Linked DNA regions of Sus scrofa: region 1 is linked to region 2. The links are chromatin contacts, called in public HiChIP or PLAC-seq maps. All regions are on one chromosome and are shown on one strand. Each heading gives the region's core, a stretch centred on a gene start, on an enhancer-like site or on the middle of the called end of the contact. The rest is flanking DNA. Distances are from core to core; before and after follow the strand shown.

What was found. HiChIP or PLAC-seq counts read pairs in DNA pulled down with a chosen protein or histone mark.
Region 1: a contact with region 2 is called in an H3K27ac HiChIP or PLAC-seq map of skeletal muscle. The contact joins the promoter of CXXC5 here to the promoter of UBE2D2 in region 2. A contact is called at or near these places in 3 of 47 Hi-C or Micro-C datasets (epiblast stem cells, fetal liver and heart right ventricle) and 1 of 2 datasets of contacts at active chromatin or transcription factors (skeletal muscle).

Annotation. Positions count from the first base shown.
Region 1 is chr2:141,478,976-141,486,487 of Sscrofa11.1, forward strand. CXXC5 (CXXC-type zinc finger protein 5) reads left to right here and starts at 2,017. Exons shown (of 5, transcript XM_021084872.1): 1 at 2,017-2,117.
Region 2 is chr2:141,395,590-141,402,883 of Sscrofa11.1, forward strand. UBE2D2 (ubiquitin-conjugating enzyme E2 D2) reads left to right here and starts at 2,348. Exons shown (of 7, transcript XM_005661722.3): 1 at 2,348-2,807.

The DNA.
Region 1 (7,512 bases), core at 767-3,266, 83 kb after region 2:
GGGGCCTCCCCTAGGGAGCCATTCCTGGGCACACAGTGAGGGGAGGACCCTTCTCGGCATTTGTGGAAGGAGCAGAGTGTCCACGAGAGGCTCGCTCCCTGTGGCCTGGGAGGTCAGGGGAGCCATCTGACACCTGCCTCACAACCTTATCCCCTGGCTGGGTCAAGGTCCCAAAAGCCACCTTTAGATGGCTCGGAAGGTGGGCACCAGGGGCTGCTCCTGGGAGACACAGGCCTCAGGCCCTCCACCCCCCAGGCAGGCCACCCAGAGGAGAGGAAGCAGAGAGGTGGCAGCTTGTTTCGCTTCTTTCACAGAGGCGACTCCTGTGGCACCCAGGTCTCTGCAGCAAACTCCCTGTTATCAGGTGTATCCCCAGGCAGACTTCCCGCACGGTCCTCCCCCTCTTCCACTAGGGTCTCCGGTTGGTCGGGGGCTGTGTTGTCTCTGCTAGCAGAGGAAGACAAACCCACCCCCACGAATTCCACAGAAGGGAAGGAAACGTTCCACGCTGGCACTATCGGCAGTTCGGGATTATATGAGTGGGCCTGGGGCTGGCTCTATGGGTCACTGAAGAGATGAGAAGAGGACATCTGCAGCCTTAGGATTAGCCCAAGCTGGGCAGATGGAGGGGCACCGAGTGGTGCTCAGGATATGCGGGCCCAAATCTGTACCCACTGGGCTTTTGTTCTCTTTCAGCCGGTATCTGTCTGTCGAGCAATGCTCTGTGCTAGGCACTGTCTCAGGCTGAGTTTACACTTCGCGGTCCCGTCTCAGGGCCACAATGCAGTCGCTTTAGCTCCAGGACTCAGGGCTTGGGGTGGCGCCGGCACAGGAAACAAAATGCCCTTCCTCGGCTCGGTTTCCTCATCTGTGAAATGGGGACAGGAACCTCGGCTCCCTTTCTCCCGGAGAACTAGAGCCCACCGAGTTCGGGAAAGCGCCCTGGGAAGGGAGGAGTCCTTCAACACGCGTCTAATTCCGAGAGTGCTCGGCTAGGAGTTCCCGACCCTACGCGCCGCTGAGCCGCGGGGCGCGGCCAAACCCTCAGCACCGGTCCTTGCAGCTTGGCGGCCGGCCGAACAGAGGGGACAGAGGGGCGGCGGATTTCCTCGTCAGGTGCGTCGCCGAGCGCATGCCCTCCTCACAAAACGAGAGAGGTCCTCTTATGTATTTATTTATTTATTTTTGTAAAGTTGCGGAGAAAGAGGTGAAGACGGGGCGCGCCGGGGAGCTGAGCCAGGGCCGACCAGGTCAGGGCGCGGAGAGCTGGAGGCGCAGTGGCTGCAGCTCCAGCCTCAGAGCCTGCGGCGTCCAAGTGGCCAGGGCTGCGTCGGGAGGGAGGGAGCGTCGAGTCCGGTCCGGGTTTTGCCGGCAGCCCCCGGGCAGCGTTCAGAGCTCCTGCCCCGGCGGGCGCGCGGCGGCGGCGGCGGCGGCGGCGGCAGAGGCGGCGGAGCCTGAGCGGGGATGTAGAGGCGGCGGCACTGGCGGCAGCAGAGGCGGCGGCGGCGGCGAGAGCAGGCGCCGGAGCCGAGCGAGAAGAGCGGCAGGACCTTGTTCCCCGAAGCCGGGCCCCGCGTCCCAGCCCTGCCCAGCCCGCGCCCAGCCATGCGCGCCGCCTGCTGAGTCCGGGCGCCTCACGCTGCGCCCTCCGCCAGCCGCGCCGCGCTGCGCTCGGGGGTGATTAGTTGCTTTTTGTTGTTTTTTAATTTGGGCCGCGGGGAGGGGGAGGAGGGGCAGGTGCTGCAGGCTCCCCCCCCCTCCCCGCCTCCGGCCAGCCGCGGCGGCGTGACTCCGGCTCCGGCCCCGGGCACGGCGGGCGGCGCGGCTGGAGCGGAGCGCACCGCGGCGGCTGTGCCCAGAGAGGAGCGCAGCTCTCCGCCCCGCCCCTCCCCCTCGGCCTCGCGGCGGCGGCGGCGGCGGCGGCGGCGGTGGCGGCTTGGACGACTCTGAGAGCCGGTAGGTGTCGGGCCACGGCCCTCCCCCGACCCCCCGGAGGCCGGCCCCCTCCCCTTCCCCGCCTACCTCCCTCTCCTCCCCGGGGCCCGGTGCGCGGCCGGGGCCGGAGTTCGCTGCAAGTCGGCGGAAAGTTTGGCGGCGCGGGCTCCCCCGAAGTTCAGGTGCGGAGAGCCAGGGACGGGGAAGGAGGGGTCCGGGTTTGGGTGGGGCAGGGGGTGCCGGTGGCCTGAGCCCGGGAGCCCCGGCGGCTGGGAGCCCGAGCTCCGGGGATCGCTCGGTGGCCTCTGCTATACTCCAGCCTCCCCAAGCCGCAGTCAGCTCGGTCGCAGATCACTGAGTTCAGACAAAAAGAGGGGTTTTAGGGTCGGGGACGGCGGCTTGGGCGCCATGGATTGGGGCTGGGGCTCCTGTCCCCTCCCCAGGTCCTCGAGCCTGAGGGCTCAGGGGCGGCGGGAGCCCGGGTCCTCACCTCTCGGTGTTGGGCGGGCGCTCCGCCTGCGGGGGCGGCTGATTGGAGCTCTCCGGCGCGCACTCCCCCCACCATGCCCCATTCGCAGCCTGGTGTTTGGGGGGCGACGGTAACTGCTCTTAATGCCCTGGACCACGCGTGGCTGAGTCTCCCCCTCCACTTGAGGGGGCGGTGGCCACTTCTACATTTCCCCTCCGGCTCCTCGCCCCCGCTGCCCGCGGGGTGCCTGGCGGGCTGATCAAGTTTGACCTTCTTTTTCCGTTAAAGGATCACCCCCCACCACCGCTGCTCCCCGCGGCCTCGTTCTCCCATCCTCCCCAGCCCTGGGGAGTCTTTCAGGCTGGCTCTCGAGCCCCGCGTGGCCAAACAGCAGGCAAAGCCAGGGTGGGAGACTGGGGGTGTTCCTCTCGCTGCGGAGCTGTGGGAGGCGGGTGTCCCAGGCGCCTGCCTCGCTGCTCTGGCTCCAAATTTACCCGTGAAGTTTGGGCCCCAGCCCCCCCTCCCCTTTGCTTCCCCGGAGCGAGGGGCTGCACCGCCTCGGGAAGAATGTGTTAATTTTCTTGCCGGGGGAAGTTGTCCTCGCCCGGAATGGGCTGCTTCCCGGCGGGGAGCGCGGGGTGCGTCAGGCTTTGTTTATTTGTAGGATCAACAGAAAGTGAGTGACCCCGGTTTTTAAATGGGGGGCTGCCCCTGGGACCTGTCAGGAGAGCCGAAGCGCTCAAGGAGGGACTAGGTTCGCTTTTTGCTACCCCCCCCCCCCCGCTTTAGGAATCGGAAAAGGTGCGCGGAGTTGGGCTGGTGCCACGGGCTGCGAGGAGGCAGCCGCAGATTTGGGGGTTCTGTAGGGACCCATCCGGAAAGACTCGTGCCCTCCCCTTGTCTCCTGCGACGGGGGGGGGTGCTGAAGGGTTGGCAGCCGCACCCTCCTTGGCCCCCCTCGACCCTGGGTGGTCTGAGAGTCGCTTCTTGGGATGGAAGGGGCTGGGGCGGGGGTGGGGGGGGCGGCCCCGGCGAGGCAGCCTCTGGCCCTCCGCCTCCCTGCGCCGCGGGCGCTGTTCCGAGCCCTGGGTTTTGTGGCGGGCCCGCCGTCCCCTCCCCGCGTTGGCGCAGGAAGCACTGGGGAGGGGGCGTGTGCGGTCGTTCGGCCCTCGCCCCGCCGGAGCCGCCCCAGGGCGACCGGCAAACAGAGTCCCTTTCAAGTTTTCCGCTGGGGCCGCCTGGCGGGGGCTGCGTGCGCGGTGGCTGCGGACTTGTTTGGAGCGCTATTTGAACGCCCGGCGCCACCTCAGCTGCCCCGGCTCGCGGGGGCGGGCGGGCGGGGGGGGGGTGGCTGTCCCTGCAGCTGAGAGCGTTTAAATGAGACGTCCTTAGGGGGTGGCCCGAACGCGCCCTGATCCCGCTCCCGAAGGACCCCCGTAGCTTGGGTGCCAACCGAGGAAACCCGGGAGCTGCGCCCCGAAGCCTCCTCCTCCACAGCCCTTTGGAGAGCGATTCGAGGCGACTGAGGCCCGCGCTACCTACTACTTCGTAGTGTTGATTTAGCAGTTTCCCTGGATGAGGCTCAAGTAAGAGCTGCGGGGGGGGGGAGTGGCCCGCTCTGCAGCTGTCACCCCCTTCCCAGAACTCACCCCCTTCTCAGAACGGAAATTGTCCTCTCTCCTTGGGGAGGAGATGATTTTTGCCCTGGGAAGGGGTGGGAACAGCTGAGGGAGGTTGGCCTCTGAGCGCTCAGTGGGTCCTGGGGATCCTGGTGGAAGCCCCCCTCCAACCCCGGTAGGAGCCCCGCGCTACCAGGAGGGCAGGAGCTGGGCTTGCCCCTCCCTCTCCCGTGCCACCTCCCTTTCCTGGGTGGGGGCAGAGGTTCCTCCGCCGCCGAAGGCAGACCCTCGGCTGACTGGCTGTCCTTTGGTGCCTTATTTATGTGTGTATTTGGGCCCGGCTGCCGCCCCCCCCCCCCCCCCGCTCAGCAGGTGACCCTGGCCAGGGCCTCCTATCTCTCCCCGACAGAGCCTGTTGACTTACCCGTGGGCCAGCGGCCTCGTCTTTATCACGTGAGGCCTGGAATGTCCACCCGGCAGGGCTGGGCTGGGTGGGGGGAGGGGAGGGGAGGGGAGCCTTCTGCATCCAGGGCCCAGGCCAGCTCAGGCCTGTGTTCTCTGGGTTCCCACTGTGACCCCCACCGCTTTCTGGCTCTTTCAAGCTTTCTGCCTACCTTCGACCCACTTGCCAAGTGTGAAACTGAGGCTCATAGGGGTGTGAGAGGCAGGCTGGCATCTCGCTCGAGGACCAAGTCTCTGGGAGTCAGATACCTTCTTTAGCGCTCCACCTGTTTAGGGAAGAGTGGAATGGAAGTGGGGGCCCTCTCTGGGAGGAAGGCGTGTGGGCTGGCCTGAGGTCCACTGACTTTCCAGGGTGCGGGATAAGGTGGGGGCATGGCAGGATCCCCATGAGCCAGACCCGGGCCTACTCTCCTAGAGCGCCTGTCTGGACCCTGAAGTCTGGACGAGCTCCCCCAGCACTGTGCTTTGAAGCCTGCTTTAACGCGCCAAGAATGGGGCGGACCTTCCCGTTGGCATTATTATTGCCCCGTCTTTATGTCTAATTCCCTTATTCCTCGGCCCAGTGTGTATTTATTGAGCCCCTACTGTGTGTCAAGCCCCACCCTACTGGGGGTGCCGGCACCAATCGCTGACTCTGTTCCTGCTTTGGAGGCAGGCCCAGGGTAGAAGCTCCGCCCTCTGTCTCCACCCCCTGGGGCCCTGAATGGGGCTTTCCCATTTTTTTTTCTGGGGCTCTCCCTTTCTTACCCCCACCCCCTGATCCTGTCCTAGCCTGTGTATGCGATGGTTGTGTGTGTGTGTGTGTGTGTGTGTGTGTGTGGAGTGTCCTTGATTAAGTGTATTAATAGTTAAACTCTCACTCATAGCTGGAACTCACCAGACCACAAAAAGCCTCCCCGGTTACTCACGCGCTACTGCCCAACAAGAATATCCCACTCAAGTTTTTTTTTTTTTTTTTGTATTCTCTTACTTCTCCCTTTATTCCCCCCAACTCTGAACCCACCTCCCAGGCTGCGGGCACTGAGAAAGGACTGCCCCCTCAGAGACCCAGGCATCTCCAACCATTCCACCTGCCCTCTAAAGCCCAGGGCAGTGTCAGCTGCTAGATGTGGCTGGCTGTGCGGGTCTATTCTGTGGGTTTGGGATGTGGGCATCTGGGCGGTGTGTGTGCCAATGACTCAAGACCTGCGTATCTGTGCGTCTGTGTGTTGAGTGTGTGTGTCTATCCTAGGGAGTGGGAGTCTGCGCATGTGTGTATTTGTGAGTCAGGACATGTGTGTCTGTGGATCTAGGAGTTGCGTGTGTCTACATGTGTGTTTGTGATCCTGAGCGTATATGTCTGAAAGCTGGATTTGTCTCTCAGTCTAGGAATGTGTGTATTCTGCGTTGTGTGTGCTTAGAATTTTGGAGAGGGTGTGTTGATGATTTGTGGGTGTCTGTGTGTTTTATATAAGCTTATGACTCTGGAAGTGGGCCTATCTGAGCTGTGCGGGCAGGGGTCTCTGTCTTTGAGGGCTGGTGGCTGTGTTCCTTTCTTTTTCTGTGTCTCTGTCTGCAAGTCTCTTTCAGAGTCTCTCTCTCTCCCCGGTGGAGGCCGAGTGTGTGAGTGTGTGTAGCGTTGATCCTCTCCCACCGGGCCCTTCCCTTCCCTGCCCTCCCCGGCAGAAACTGGGCAGCCTCCCCGTCTGCCTGCCTGCTGGGAGTTTTGGAAGCCGTGGAGGGAGACAGGCTGGGGCCGGGGTGACAGCGCGTATCCACGGCGATGGCAGCCTGTGATTACGGGAATAAAAGGATTTTAAGGTCATGGGTGTATTTTTTTGTTTTGTTTTGTACTTTGTCCCCCTTTGGTGGAGCCATTGGCAGCAGAGGGCCAGAGCTGTGTGTCTGCAGGTTGGGAGTCTGTCCCCATGCGGCCGAAGGCGTCTGTGGGGCTTTGCTGGGAGCATGCACACACGTGTGTACATGCGTGAGTGGCGCCTGTGAGGGCGTGTGTTCCTCTCTGCCTGCACCCTATGGGAGAGTCCACAGGCCTGTTCCCTGGGGGAGAAGTCTCAGGAAAACTTCTTGCTTCTGGGTGTTGCATGGAGCTGGAACCCTGCAGTCCTGTATGTGCTGAAGCGCCGTCTGGCCCCTCTCCTCCGTGCCTACCTGTCACCCCCCACCCCATCCACCCACCCCCCGCCCCCAGTAGGGTGTCTCACCAGAGACTGGCTAGGCCCAGTCACCTGGGCTAGGCCACATCCCGGGGTGTCAGTGCCCCTGGCTCTACTCCAGCCCCTGTAATTGCATTCTGCCGCCTAATCCCCCGCCAGCTCAATTAGATCGCAAATTCTTCTTCATTTCCTGCCTCTGATGCTGGCCTCCCTCTGGGCTTACAGGGCCTGGGAGGGAGGGAGAGGATCTAGCCCCCCTTCCGCCAGCACTGGGGACTCTGGGGGTGGGGGCTGGTTAGTTCCTGGCACCTCTGGGGTGCCAGCTGCAGCCCTAGGGGACAGTAGGCCAGGGCTCTGCTGACCTTTTTTGGACCAGCCTCAGTATCCCCGTGCTGGGGAAGGGGCTCGTGTCATCTGGCACGTGGGCTCTGGGTAGACTGTAGGCAGATCATCTGGCCCAGCCCCTGGGCAGTGACCCCACAGGCTCTGCCCACCTCCTGTCCCCAGAGCACTTGCTGCCCACCCCCCTGGCATGGCAGTTGTGACCTTGTTTTTGACCTTTTCCTAGTGTCTGTACCAGGGACCAATTGGGTCACTGAGCTCCCTTCTCCTGGGTCCTCCTGACCTGCCCTGAGCTCACCCAACAAGTGTATTTGACGTCGGGCTCGGCAGTCAGACCGGGCTCAGATCCCGGCCGGGTTGCTGCCTCGCTGGATGGAGGACTTTTGGTCAGTGCTCTTGCTGGGAGCCTCCGTTCCCTTGTCCCTGAAATGAAGTCATAGAGTGCCTGGCTCCCAGGGCCATTTTCAGATCGACACGGGGAGACTGTGCCGGGCCCGGCTCGGGTGGCCACCCCGCAGCCTGCAGTCAATCA
Region 2 (7,294 bases), core at 1,098-3,597:
TTGCCAGGGGCTAGGGGTCGAATTGGAGCTTTAGCTGCCGGACTACACCACAGCCACAGCAACGCCAGATCCGAGCCACGTCTGTGACCTACATCACAGCTCACAACAACGCTAGATCCTTGACCCACTGATCAAGGCCAGGGATCGAAACTGCACCCTCATGGATACCAGTCAGATTCGTTTCCACTGTGCCACAACCGGAATTCCCAAGAAAATTATTGCTGAAAAAAAATTTTTTTAAATCTGACCAACAGGCTTTTTTTTTTTTTTTTCCCCCCCGTCTTTTTTTGGGAAGTTCCCGGGCTAGGGGTCAAATCAGAACTGCAGCTGACGGCCTATATCTCAGCCACAACACCAGATCTGAGCTGTGTCTCCCACCTACACAGCTCACGGCAGTGCCGGATCTTTAACCCACTGAGCAAGGCCAGGGATTGAACCCATGTCCTCATGGATACTAGTCGGGTTCATTACCACTGAGCCACAACAGGAACTTTGCAACAGGCCTTTTTATACCTTTTCCATCACACTTCTTAGGAAGGAAAGATTTGGGACTGTGGTATATTTTTCTTCACCTCCAACCCAAAACATAACCCCCCGGGGCAACTGGATACAGCTTTTCCTTCCTTCAGCTCAGGAGTCCAGTGTGGCCCCGCCCAGTTGGGCCAGCCTCTACTTAGGATACAAGGCAGTACAAGTTATGCTGCTGGCCTTTTGTGTGCCTTTTGGCCAGATCCTCTCCTTAGGGGCGCTCCAGTTTCTCCTCTCTCAGTTCAAGAGTTAGAATCAATGATATTCAAGGCCCCTTTCAGACAGAGGAAAGAACACAGATTTAATCAGAAAATCTTGAGGAGAACTTGAGAATGTGGGCATGACCTCCCAGGAAAAAAACATGACCTCCCAGGAAAATATTCCTTACTGTTCTTCCATGTGTCTCCAGCCAGATAAAAAGCACCTCCCACCACAGGCCCTTTAAAAGCAGTGAGCCTTATAGTTTGCTGGTCCTGGTGCAGGGCTCCACACCCAATACACAGTGAACTTGCTTTCCGTTTCCATCCCTCCTAAAAACATCCCCAGAATAGTTTTTCTAAGTTTGCTTCTGATGGTGTTCTAAACACCAGGTTTTTGTTTTTTGAGTATAGTTGATTTATAACATGTTAATTTCTGCTGTACGACAGTGATTCAGTTACACGTATGTACATTCTTTTTCATATTCTTTACCGCTTGGGTGCATCACAGGATACTACATATAGTTCCCTGTGCTTTAGAGAAGGGCCTTTTTTAATTTTCTTTACTTTCTTTTAATGGCTACATCCAGGGCATATGGAAGTTCCCAGGCCAGGATTGAATGTGAGCCGTAGCCGCAACCTAACAGCAGCTGCGGTGAGGCGGGACCCTTTAACTCACCGTGCTGGGCTGGGGATAGAACGGCTCTTCCCCAGCAACCCCAGCCGCTGCAGTCGCGTTCTTCACCCGGTGCGCCACAATGGGAGCTCGGAACCTTATTGTTTATCCATCGTCTAAGTAATAGTTTGCATCTGCTAACCACAAACTCTCACTCCATCCCTCCCCCATTTCCCCTCCCACTTGACAACAAGGTTGGTTTTTAATTACTGGAGCACACACTGTGCAAGTTTTTTTCTGAGGTAACTGGTATATTGCCATAACAATTCACCAAGCAGAGCACCTCTCCTAGGGCTGACAAGCCAGTGGCTGAGAGACATTCAAGTTGTCACCCATGTCTTCCTTACAAAGACCATCTCAGGGCTGCCTGTGGCATGGTTGAAGAACCACACTCCTGCAGGTGCCCAGGATGTTACCACGCAGCTACCAGAGAGAGAATTCACGAGACTCTTGGCTTCAGGGAACTCCCAGCTTCGCCACCGTGGAGCTGTGTGACCTTGGACAAGTCCTTTCCTCCTTCTGGAAAGTTGTAATGGACCTAAAGGCTCTTCCTGGGTCAGCCTCCGCTATGTGGACGGCCAGGAGACCTAGAATACATTCGCCTTTAAAAAGCTTATTGATCTCAGATAACATATCTAAGAGGGAACCAGAGGCAAAGGACTCAGGGTCGCGGGCTACGAGCCTCGGCCGTCGAACGAGCCTCCACGACCCCGGCACAAATCTCGCGAGATCTTCTCCCGGCGTCGCGGCGTCATCCTCTCGGCGGCCGTGGCGGCGGCGGCGGCGGCAGCACGTAAGACACTCAGAGGGGCGGCCCGTATCCCTCCGCCGCCGGCGCGGCCCGGCCCTCCCTTCCCAGGCCCGCCAATCCCCGCTCTCCCGACCTGCCCCTCGGCCTGGGCCCACCCCGCACTCCTGCGGCCCCACCCCGGCGGCGCCACCCGCCCGCGCGTCCCTCGGTCCACCTGCGGCAGGCAGTCCCTCTGGCTGTCCGACCGGGAGGCGCCGGCCGAGCCCGAGGCTGGGCTCTTGCTTCCCGGCGGAGGGATCCGCGGCTGCTGAGGAGGCGGCGCTGAGCCTGGGAGGCAGAGGCAGCTACGGCGGCGGCGGCGGCGGTGGTGGTGGCGGCGGCGGCGGCGGCGGCGGCTCGGGCGGCAGCGCATAAAGGGGCCGCCGCCGGGTGATGCGGTGACCGCTGCGGCAGGCTCAGGAGCCGAGTGGGCCCCGGCCCTAAGTCTGTCCCGCCGGACCCGCGCTTCGGAGCTCCCCATCTTCTCCGGCCGGCCCGCGGTCACCGAGGCGGCCTCGCACCCCTCGCCCCTTCCCCGTCCCTCCCCTGCCCCCGTCCCCACCCCGGGGGCCGCCGCCACCCGCCTCCCACGATGGCTCTGAAGAGAATCCACAAGGTAAGCGGCCAGAGGTCGGCTGTGGGTTCGGGCCGCTGGGCCTGCCAGCTGAGCAGGCTGCGGCCTGCACTTCCCGCCGTCGTCTCCGCTGGGCTCGCGGCCTCTTCGGACCCGGCTGCCGGCGATGGCCCTGCCGGGCGGCCTTCCTACCCCACTCCCAGTGATGGCGCCGGCGGAGGCCCCGGCGCGCTGACCACGCTTAGGCCGGAGGTATGCTCGCCGGCTCAGCGTTCCTTCCTGGCCTTCTTTCTAGGCCTCGCGTGCTGTGGAGTCCCAGGGCCTCTTCCCGGCCTGGGACTGCTGTGCTAGAGGGCCATTGTCCGGCTGTGCCGAGAGCGGGTGCTGGGACTGGGGCGTTGGGCGGCCCCGTCGACGGAGGTCGAAAGGGCTCCATGCCCCTTCCCTGCCCGGCACCTCGTACCCCCACCTCCGCAGAACCGCCTGAGCTTGGAGCCCGTGTCTCAGGCGGACTGAGGAAGCCTTTTTGTCCGATCCACAAGTATTTTTTGAGTTCACTTGCCTTTTAGCGGCCGCACTCTTCACGTCCACTCTGCTCGTCCAGACACTTAGAGTAGGAAGTTCAGAAGGAAAGTAACGTGATTTTTATGAAGGAGGAGGGAAGTCGAGGGAGAAGCGTTTTTAATTCCTTGAGGTTACCAAATGTAAATGTAGAAACTACCACTTCCGTCGGCTGGAATGGATTTAACAGGAAAGCTGTTAAATTGTGAAGAGAAGAGGTAGAAACCTGAACGTTGGAAACCGCTGGAGAAAATGACACAAAGGTTGCTGTTATAGTCTCTTCGCAAGGTGGTTTTTAACGCTTAAATTAGGTGATATGTTCGGGGAGAGCCTTTTAATGTAGAAGGGATTTTGCTAGATTTTTCCCATAGAAAGTATTTATTTGCCCTTTAAGGTGACGAGTTATTCGTTTAGGTGTCTTAACAGAGGTTTTCCTAATCCTGCTTCCAGAGTAACAGTGCTTCTGTGCTTGGCTTAAAGTTTAGGATTTTTTCCCCTTTCTCTCTAATATTGTAACCTGCTGGTAACTCTCACTGTCATTCCCCCCCACCCCCCTTAGAAGTGGAAAAGCGCTTTTTGTTTGGTGTTTCACTTGTTTACTTGGAGAAGCTGTATTAAACCTCTAGCAGTAAGAAGTAGATCCTGGGATTATCCATCCTGAAGGATGGGATGGAGTTGCAAGAGGAAGAGAACCAATTTTCATCTTGCCTTAAACTCAGTGAAAATGCAGATTTGGACAATTTAAACACAGCTCAGCCGTTGATCCTCACTTCATTCTTGATCAAAACCCATTAATGTGGAATTAATCCCAGTGGTTTCTGTAAATTAGGTTAGATCCTCACCAATTTCTCTGGACTTTGATTTTTATCAAGTGAAAAAGGGCAGACTTTAGACAGAGTACTTGTACTAAAATGAAGTGGGTTATTCGTTAAAACAAGCTTGAACCTTAAGCAACGATCTCTTAACCATTTAAGGGACCAGGAGCACACTGAGGACAGGTGATCCAAGTAAATACTGTATATGCATTTTTAAGGCTTTAAAGAGTTAATAGGTTCCTAAAGACTAATTGAGAAGTTCTCAACTTGAGGTTATACCTGTAAAAGATTGAAGAGGAGTGCGTATGACGTGTGATAGTCTACAGATCAAGAAATGTAGCCTTGAATCTCTACTCTGATTGATATATATGTTATGAAGGTTTTTTCAGAGAAGGAAATAGCACTCAAAACATGGCATCTTAATCTTCTCATGTCCTTGCCTCCAGTAATACTTCTTTTGAGATACCACATATTCTCTAGATTTTTCTCGAAAAGGTGACCTTGTTAAAATTTTAATAAGAAAATTAAGTGCAGACAGTAATTTGAACTTTTAAAATTTAGTATTAACGTTTTTTCACCTAGTTTATAACCTAGAACGCTCCTCCAAAGTATGACTCAACTTCTGAGACTACCATGGATTAGAAAAAAATAAAATTTTTTTTTGGTATACATACTAGTCAATAAGATTGTGAAAACAGAAATTAACCTGCTGCACCACAAGAGGACTTCCCAAACTGTTTGTATAGCATGAATTTTAAATGGAATTTATAGACTTAACCTATGTGTGGATAAGACCAGTCCTTTGTTACCCTCAGCCCTGGTAATGTGTCTGTGATGGAATCCCCACAAGACAGACTTGGCTTATATACTTGGTCTTGGCCTTGAACCTTCCCAGGTAGAATTCTCTGAAAAAATAGTTCTGCTTAATTACCTCCACTTCAAATATCATGGACTACTGCATCTGGGTTCTAATAAAATTTTTACCAAGAACAAATATTTTTGAAATGTGGCATCTTTAAGAATTCAGTATCTTTGACCAAGAGAAGTAGTGTTCTGTGAATCTGACTGTCCTTTAAATGCCATGACTTTTTTTTTTTTGTATGGGGGTCGGGTGTTGGGCTGTGCCCACAGCATGTGGACGTTTCTAGGCTAGGGATCAAACCTGGGGCATAGTGACGCAGGCCGCTGCAGTGACAATGCCAGATCCTTAACCTGCTGTGCCATAAGGGAACTCCTAAATGTCATGACTTTTTTGGAAAAAGCTTTGATGGGTTTTATTTTCATATGTACTTTAAGGTCAGCTGTGCTATGTTTTAACAGAGTATATAGAAAATTCATTATAGTTCTATGCAGGGATGGAGGCTTTTGGGGATTGTATCTACACCAAATGGCCCCAGCCTACTAAGTTTTGAGGTTTTCTGCTGACATTATAGGTCTTTAGCTTTGGTTTTGATGCTTTGAGTGTCTGCCTCTAGCAGCACCACCCCCAGCCCTTTTACAGTTGGCTGCCTCTCATCTATTGTGGGCAGGGAAACCAGATCACTGAGCTTATTAAAATTATGTCTAAAATAAGATCCAGTAGGCTCTGAGTGAAGAGGGCTTCATGTGTTCTGTGAACTGTGGTCTATTTGACTGATCAGAGACCTTTTTTGCTTCCTGTTTTTCTTCTTTACTTTTGTTATACAGATGCAGGAGCCTTTTTGTTGCTCTTAGAGTGCCAGGATATTGAAATATAGGGTTCATTTCTTTATTTTGAGGAAGAGTAACGAATATCATGATTCTTTGAGGAGTCGAAGACAGAGCAAAGTTAGGATACTAAAAGCTCTTAACCATAACAGTGCCGTGTACATTTTAATGGTGTCCTGCTAGTTCCGGTTCATGTTTGGTGTACATAGCTTTGGTGTTAGGACCATCACTTGCTTTATTGTATTTCTGTGATTATAGATTCTTAAGACCCCTGAAAAGACCAGTCAATCAATTAATTTTCCAGTAAAATAAGTATTTCAAACTCTGATGACTCTAAAGACCAGGCAGGTAACCAAAGTGAGCAAGGAGAATTGGAGGGACCTAGATACTGCATGTGCTGTTAGAAGGGGGCAGCTGTTATTCAGCTATTCAGCTCCCTCCAAATGTTACTCTTGCCAGGATCTGTGCCCAAAGTTGCCAGATCTTCTTTTTTTTTTTTTTTGGAAAGTCACAAATCCAGATTTTTGGCAGCCGATTCAAGTTAAAAACAACACCAAAGACACTGCTGCACTTTTTTTGGTAGATTGGTAGGCCTGTTTAATACATGAATTAAAAATAACAAAAGATTGAGGTTCAGCAAATAACCAGGAGTGTAAGGATTAAATCATTTAAGCCATACCTTCTGTCTTTTAAATGTTTCAGCAAATAAACAGCAGTGTAAGGATTAAATCACTTAAACCATACCCTCTCTGTTTTAAGTGTTTTAAGGTATTGCTTTATGTAGATGGGCATGATTAAGTAGTTTTTTGGAAACTTCTAATTCTTTGGTGAGTTTTTGTGTGGTTAGGTCGTAGAGAAAGCCATTTTAGTAGCTGCATTGATCCCATGGTAGAAGTTTATATCTTACATTTACCTTCATTACGATCTGTTTCATGTTATGAATCCTCTTTTTGTAGACTACATCCTTTCTTTAATGTCTTAGATTGGAAGTTACCAAAGGATGATTTTTAAGGGTATGGGAAAGGAGTTGTAACATTGTTAACAGAACTATTTTTTTAAAAAGATTACTTTAAAATACTGTACTAGGAGTTCCTGTCGTGGCACAGTGGAAATGAATCTGAGTAGGAACCATGAGGTTGTGGGTTTGATCCCTGGCCTCGCACAGTGGGTTAAGGATCTGGTGTTTCTGTGAATAATGGTGTAGGTTGCAGACTCAGCTTGGATCCCGAGTTGCTGTGGCTGTGGCCTCAGCCGGCACCTGTAGCTCTGATTCCACCCCTAGCCTGGGAACCTCTATATGCCAGGGGTGTGGCCCTAAAAAGCGGAAGAAAAAAAAAAGATAAGCTTCTTCAAATCTCTGGGAAGATTTTTTTTTTCCTTTAGAAAATGATTCTTTGCTTTGCAAGGGTTCGTTGAATTGGGAAACTCCGTTTGGCTCTTCTGGGTTACTAAAAAAAAATTTTTTTT